Linked DNA regions of Sus scrofa: region 1 is linked to region 2. The links are chromatin contacts, called in public Hi-C maps. All regions are on one chromosome and are shown on one strand. Each heading gives the region's core, a stretch centred on a gene start, on an enhancer-like site or on the middle of the called end of the contact. The rest is flanking DNA. Distances are from core to core; before and after follow the strand shown.

Region 1 (3,666 bases), core at 757-3,256, 480 kb after region 2:
AGGGCTCTGTGAGGCTCCTGGGCGCACAAGTCTTTCTGTGTCCTCCATTTCTTGTTTTTAGGGAATAAGCTTCAGCTTCCATGACCTTCCCTAAGTTCCAAAGGGTAGTTGCTAATCAGGGAAGGGAGGGAATGCAGACACCAGAGAGGAGCAGAGAGACAATAGTGCAGGCTTGGGGCAGGGTCCTGGTTCCTCCTCAAGGAATATAACAATATCTTTGAGCCTTTCGGTAGAATTAAAACACCCAACAAACTGGAGAACTACTTGATGAATCATTCTTCATTCCAGGAAGGAGGACCACCAGAACCAGTCTTGGGGACACTAAACACCAGCTTTGAAAGACAACGCAAGTTTGCCTCTATGCTGATCCTTATCAATGGCCCTATTTTTCTACTCCCCAAACTATAAAGCCATCTCCCAGTCTCTTCCACAGTCTTTAAGACATTAGTCTACCATGGCCCCCTCTGCCTGGCAAATAAAGCTATCTTTTTCTCCTTCACTCAAAAACTGTCTCCACATTTCTATTTGGTAACAGCTGACAGAGGCCTAGTTTTGGCAACAGAAGCATTCAAGAGAAGAAGGAGAAAATTCAAACTCATGCTCTCATAGTTCTTTACCTCTAGCAAGGTCCCAGTCAATGTGTTTTTATTCAGACGGGCCCACTCTGCACTCTTAGAGGTATAAAGCAGTGTTGGGGAGGAAGAAATTTTCCTCTCCCTTTCCAGCTTCTCGGAGACCTAGAAGAAGAGAATTCCTTGATCTAAGAGTTAAATTGACATGAGTTGCAGTAACAGGAGAAAATTCAGTAACATGTATACATGGGAGAAATAACATGTATATAATAACATGTATACATGGGAGAAAGTCAGGAAACTCAGTACCTTACCAAAATGGCCAAAGCCCTCACCTTAAACTTCATCTTCAGCTAAGGACAAAAGAAAATGTTGAGGGTGGAGAGTTAAGTAAAGTTATCAGGAAAAGCAGGGTAAGATTGTTATGCAGATTTAAGTCCTTGCCTTCTCCACAGATAAGAGTTTCTCAAGATTGGTCACTGTCTTCCAGGTATAGAGAGGGTGATACCCTTACAAATGGACATTTTCAATTTACAAATGTAAACGTTTCTTACAATAGACAAATCCCACTTGTTTTTTAGAGTCCTCCTCCTGTCCGCTGTTTATCTGAAAATAACTAACCTAAAACAATGAATATGCCAAAGAGATATATTTTAGGATGGCAAATTCTGCTCCCTACAGTAGCTTGTGGTCACATTACAAATAACTGGTCATGATGTTATGGTACTGTATGTATATACATATATATTATATGTATATGGAACCCCATTAGGGTCGTAGAACTGAAGGAGCACTTTATTTGTCTTTTGTCTTTTTAGGGCTGCAACAGCATATGGAGGTTCCCAAGCTAGGGATCGAATCATAGCTATAGCTGCCAGCCTACGCCACAGCCACAGCAACACCAGAACCAAGCTGCATCTTTGACCTACACCACAGCTCACGGCAATGTTGGATCTTTAACCCACAGAGCGAGGCCAGGGATCGAACCCGCAACCTCATGGTTCCTAGTCGGATTCATTTCCACTGCACCAAGATGGGAACTCCAGAAAGAGTACTTTAAAAGGAGACCAGGGAGTTCCTGTTGTGGCACAGTGGTTAACAAATCTGACTAGGAACCACGAGGTTTCAGGTTCGATCCCTGCCCATGCTCAGTGGGTTAAGGATCCAGCATTGCTGTGAGCTGTGGTGTGGGTCGCAGACGCGGCTCGGATCCCGAGTTGCTGTGGCTGTGGCGTAGGCCGGTGGCTACAGCTCCGATTGGACCCCTAGCCTGGGAACCTCCATCTGCCGCGGGAGCAGCTCAAGAAAAGGCAAAAAGACAAAAAAAAAAAAAAAAAGACCAGAATCAGGTTTCTAATTCCAACTCTGCGCTTACAACCAATGACCTTAACAAGTATCTCCCCTCTCTAGGGCTCAGTTTACTTTACACCTGCCCTGCTACCTCACAGGGTATACTAGGGCTCAAGTGACATAAATAGTTTATGTGCAGCAGAATGGTAGATGTAGGGGATCATCCCATGTCCTTGGCCTGTCTCTTGTTTGTAGAAATGCTGTAGTCTCCCAGGCCTCCTCTAAGTTCCAAAAGCCTGTTAAAGATCTGGCATTGTCTATAGGTGGCATGGATTCAGTTCCTGCCCTGGCATACTGGCTTAAGGATAATGCATTGCCACAGTTGTGGTGCAGATTGCTGCTGCAGCTCAAATTCAACCCCTGGCCTAGGAACTTCCATATATTGCAAGTGTAGCCATTAAAAAAAAAAAAAAAACAAAAAACAAAAAAAAAAGAATTAATGATTGAACAGATGTGAATATGTAGCAACAAAAGTAGCAATTGGGCCAGGAGAACTGGTAAGAATTTAAATAGTAAATCAGACAAGTGGCAGTCACAGAATCTTTAGTTCCTCTCTGAAGTACTTAGATAACACAATCTTGTTATGGGTTTCAAGTCCTCTTCAAGGAGATTAAACACAAAAGCCTCTGCGAGTCTCACTGTAATGCCCCTTCCCCCACCTTGAGCAAATTGGCCTGCTCACTCCCTACTAGGGAAGGAATGTCTTCCATCTCTCCTCCCACGGCTGTATAACCTGTTCCCCATGCAAATAAGGTATCCTGCCCTGCCGGAAGCCAATCAGAAGATCAAATATGCCCTATACAGAGATCAAACAACACTCAGCCCTTACACAGCGCACAGGGGGGATGGGACAGGAAAAATTTGTGGGACTGGAGCAGAAATTTGGTCCCCACTCAGGTCTGCAACATGGGAATATAAAAACAATTGTAAAGTGAGGTAGGACCTCTTTTTACTCTCTCTCTGAATATGTACTTTTGCTTTAGTAAATTTGTAAAGCACCTGCTATTTCAATGATTTCCTATCACAGGGCAGGTACTGAGGAAACTGCCATTCTATCATTCTGGAGCAAATTCTATCAATCTGATGCTCATTTTGTGAGTGCTTTTACAGATGCTTAAACACCCACTCAAAGGAAGAAGTTAATTACCTGATGACCATGAGCAGGCAGCCCCCAGACCTACTGGAGCCTGAGGATTGATAATGTTAACCCCTGTGACACTGCTCTGTTACCTCACCATCAACCAATCAGAGAGCATGAGCTGGTCATATACCCTGGCATATGGAGGTTCCCAGGCTAGGGGTTGAATTGGAGCTAGAGATGCTAGCCTAGGCCATAACCACAGCAACGCAAGATCTGAGCCACATCTGCAACCTACACCAAAGCTCATGACAATGCCAGATCCTTAACCTACTGAGCTAGGCCAGGGATCGAACCTGAGTCCTCATGGGTGCCAGTCAGATTTGCTTCAGCTGAGCCACGATGGGAACTCCTCACCTGGCCTTTAAAAATGCTTCTCTGAAATCCTTCAGAGAGTTTAGGTTTTTTGAGCATTAGCTGCCCTAGATTCTTTGTCTGGTGTCTTACAATAAATGCTGCACTTTCCTTTACCACAGCTGGGTGTAGGAAGATTGGCTTTACTGCGCGTAGGCAAGGGGACCCAAATTTGGTTGCATAACAAACAGAAAACAGAGAACAGAGGAAAGAAGGGTTGGGGGAGGGGCAAAATAGGTGAAGGGGATTAAG
Region 2 (4,103 bases), core at 1,268-3,767:
GTGTTTCCAAAAAAAGAGTACGGCACACAGGAGTAGTGTAGAGAATCACTGTGCTAAAACAAGACAGAAATTGTTCTACAAGTCAGAAGTTAAAAACCCAGAGGTCCACTCTAAGTGAAACTGTATAAATCCAAAAAAGCACAAAACACATCAGACAACACAATCTGTTCCCACCACAAAACTGACCTATGTGATTCTTTCAAATAGGCTCCTAATCTATATTTTATTTTTTGGAGGGGTGAGGGGGTCTAGGGCTGCACCCAAATCGCAAGGAAGTTCCCAAGCTAGGGGTTGAATCAGAGTTACAGCTGCCAGCCTAAACCACAGCCACAGCAATGGTGGGATCCAAGCTGAGTCTGCGACCTAGACCACAACTCGCAGCAACGCCGGATCTTGAACCCACTGAGTGAGGCCAGGGATCGAACCCACAACATCATGAACCCTAGTTGGATTTGTTTCCGCTGCACCATGAAGGGAACTCCTATATTTTATATTTTCTGAGACACTTACCCAGCTAAGACTTGTGTTTCTATCAAAAGATTCTTCAAAAACCACAAAAAGAATTTCCAAGAGAAAGCCAAGACATGAGTCCTGCTCTGTCTTGAGCCCTAGCGTTTCATACTGTGGGGCAGGGTCACAGTTCTATTATGGACCACCCCCCCACCCCGGTCCTGCTCACGCCCACCAGAACTCTAACACCCAGCAATGTACAACCCAGCCCAGGGCAGGCCTACCCCAGAAAAACTTCCACAGCCAAGAAACTCCTGTGGCCATTCTCTACTTGAATGACTGCCTTCCCTGCCCGGTCACTGTGTGCCAAAGCCAACTGATAGCAGCTGAATTCTCCTCCAGCCTTCTAGAAAGCACCCGGCTCCCCTCCAGACCCAACAGGAGATACAAGAGAAAACTGGAAAGGCAAAGACCACTCACTCCTGCAACTACTTCAGCTTTATCTCCTTAGAGCCTACAAGAGAGCTTTTTAAAAATAAAAAGAAAGTGCTACCTAAAGAGGAATTCCTTAAAAGTAACAGCGTGAATGAAGCATCAGGGCAAAAAGAATGCAGGTCCCACTTCATGAAATCCAGGTACCAAAACTGTGAAGAGGAGAAAGAGGCTAATAAAGCCCATAAGAGCTCTCCTGCTGGAAACAAGGAAGCCAATGCCGGTTACATCTTCATTGATTTGGACAACTAACATTTACCTACATAGAAAATTTTGGAGAACTTATAATCTTTTTAAATCAATATGCCTGGAATCCGTGTTTGAAAATCAGGTTTCAAACACGGATTCCAGAGAATGCATGTACTTCAGCAGTCACTATATGCAAAATGTAAGCATTGGACAAAATAGAACCATGCTCCGAAACACACATAAATACTCTCACACAGGTAAAAGAGTAAAAAAAATAGTATTTTCCTTCTAATGAATTTCATTTTCATCCACCCTGAAAGATCTTAAGTAAAGAAGGCTGAGAATACTGTGCTATACTAAGGGAACCTGGCATGGTAACAGGGTGAGTGCATGCCAGAACTGCCTCCTCTGTACTTAAACCTGACATCAGGCTGATTTATCTCACCTGGGATTACTTACGCACTCAAGAAATCAAAGTACGCACATGTTCGTATCTTTAAGGCACACAATACAGTGATTGTGTGCTGCAACCATCTGTCCAATGAAAGCCAGTAAGAGAAAGCAGAGGGCCCTGAGCATCATTTAGGGCAATTGCTGATTATTATCTAGACGCTAGTAGGATAAGTAATAATCAATTAAAAAGGCTACTTGCAACACTCCAGAGAAAGCAGCAAGAAAATATGATAGCATATAATGTATCCTACAAACACACACCTTAATACCTAATATATTATTAAAGGTGCTATAGCAAAATGACTGTCCCTGACCTTATGGAGCTCCTGGTCTAATTGAGAAGAGAAGTCAACAGGAATTCAGTATAGTTAGTATTTGATAGTGGTAAACACAAGGCTCTCCAGGACACAGGTTGGAGTCAGTAAGATTCTAAGAGTACTGAAGAACAAAGGGGAGGTTACAGGAAGCAACACATTTTGGGCAAAACATTATAATACTCTACAACATGTATATATAAGCTGGCACATAACTCTGTGCAGCACCTTCACATTCAGGATCTTACCATTTGCTCATTTATTTACTAATATAAATCCCTTCTTACCTTTCCATTCAATTGACAAGGCTTGTTATTTCCTAATGCATGAAGACCCTTTCAAATCTGCCCACTGCCCCATACCTAGACTGCTTTAAGCACCACCCTTTCAATCTCCATGTCCACATTTCTTATCCCTTCCAGTTATTACAACAAATTAATCCATCCTATGAAGTGACCTCATGAAGCTCTTCCCTATGCCAATCTTTCCCTCTGCTCCACACTGCAAATGGTCTAAATAGAAACTTAGGTTTTCCACCACCTGGCCCCTCCCTGCACTACTCAACCATCTACCCTAACAAGCCTCCATAACCAGCTTGCCTGCCCTCTATCCTTGCAAACAGCCTCTGCTGACCATGCCCCTCTGCTCTCCCCTCCCCACCCATCCCTCTCAATCCTTCTTCTCCAAGGCTCAGCTCAAAGCCACTAAGTACCACCCGCAGTTCCAATTAAAAGCATTTACATTCTCTACCACTCATTTAGTCTATTTTCTTTTATAACTATTTCGCCCTGCTTTTTAATAAACTTTTTTGTCTTTTTAGGACCACACTTGTGGCACATGGAAGTTACCAGGCTAGGGGTAGAATTGGAGCTACAGCTGCCAGCCTACGACATAGCCACAGCAATGTCAGATCCAAGCCACGTCTGTGACGTACACCACAGCTCATAGCAATGCCAGTCCTTAACCCACTGAGTGAGGCCAGGGATTGAACCCACATCCTCGTCAGGTTCATCAACTGCTGAGCTACAAAGAGAATTCCCTTTAATGTACTTTAAACAGTTAATCAACTCCTGCCTTGCATCATCACTTAAGTGTTCTATAAAAGGTGTCTCTAAATAGTAAACTAAATTTTACAATAAATTCTGGAGAATGGAGATTCTCTCAAATTAAATGAGCAATAAAGACATCACAGAGAGGGGTCTTGAGCAAAACAAAGCTTCAGAGGGCAGCAACAACAGATGCCCCACAGAACTTTGTGTCCAGTCCTCAACAGGGCTTGTCCTGACATCCTGCCTGATTTCACCAAAATTGACTCAAAGTGATGCAATTTAAGCAAAACAGCTAGGCAGACAGAATACTAATTACTGGGCATCTTGGACTTTACCCAAAAAGCAGAAGACTACCTAAGGAAGCCTGATTATAATCAGAATATTGCCTGGAAAGGCCAAGTAAGAGGAGGTCATTGGCCAAAGACCCTGGGACTGGACTGGTCAAGTGACACTCCTTTGGCAGTAGGTAGGGACGTGCCAAGACAACCAGGATTGTGTGGTGGCTGCTCAGAGCACCATCTCCTCAACAAACACAGATAATGTCCTACCTGCTGGCCCTGAACTCTGTTTAGACCACATGCAGATTACTCTCTGCAACCTCTTCTGTCACAGTTTAAATGCAGTGAAATTAGCTAACATATTAATTCAATAATTGCATCAAGTTAGATGCCCAAGATACAGTGAACAAGATACAGAATGGGCCACAGGGAGAGCCAGTAAGCAAATAACTAGATAAGTGGCTTTAGCACGCTAACTGCTAAAGGTTACAGGATTCATGGGTTATGGGACATGGGACATGAGATTGTATGGGAGATAGCAAGGTAACTCAAAACCTTGAAAATTAAGCTTCCTCAGACTGAAGACTGGGGGGTGGGGTATCAGCAGGCACTAAACTAAGAGCAGCATCAGCCAAAAGAACCCATCCCCCGCAAGTGGCTCGGGAATTTGCAAGTGAACAAGTCAGCGACCTGGGTGTGGTACCAGGGAGGCATGACTGGTATGTGACTCCAGCTAAGAAAGAAAGAGAAATGACAAGGAGGACAAAGAGAGAAGAGCTTTTACAAAAGAATGGGATGATTACGAATTTGAGGATGTTTATTCAATGCTACTCCTTGGAAAGGGCAGATGTGAGGAAAACAAACTGTCCAGTTACTAG

What was found. A called contact is a pair of places that touch in the nucleus more often than the background predicts.
Region 1: a contact with region 2 is called in a Hi-C map of epiblast stem cells, with 2.5 times the contacts expected there. The contact joins two enhancer-like sites. A contact is called at or near these places in 3 of 47 Hi-C or Micro-C datasets (alveolar macrophages, epiblast stem cells and retroperitoneal adipose tissue) and 1 of 2 datasets of contacts at active chromatin or transcription factors (skeletal muscle).

What each region holds. Positions count from the first base shown.
Region 1 is chr8:96,735,000-96,738,665 of Sscrofa11.1, forward strand. No RefSeq gene overlaps it. Among named protein-coding and RNA genes, the nearest start is that of PGRMC2, 44 kb to the left of the region's middle. Within about 2 kb of position 2,007, at least 6 of the 83 cell types and tissues checked have an H3K27ac peak or open chromatin away from gene starts, as enhancers often do. A contact at or near this core is called in epiblast stem cells, where this site is marked.
Region 2 is chr8:96,252,749-96,256,851 of Sscrofa11.1, forward strand. The region is part of intron 5 of JADE1 (protein Jade-1); the gene reads right to left. Among named protein-coding and RNA genes, the nearest start is that of SCLT1, 310 kb to the left of the region's middle. Within about 2 kb of position 2,518, at least 11 of the 83 cell types and tissues checked have an H3K27ac peak or open chromatin away from gene starts, as enhancers often do. A contact at or near this core is called in epiblast stem cells, where this site is marked.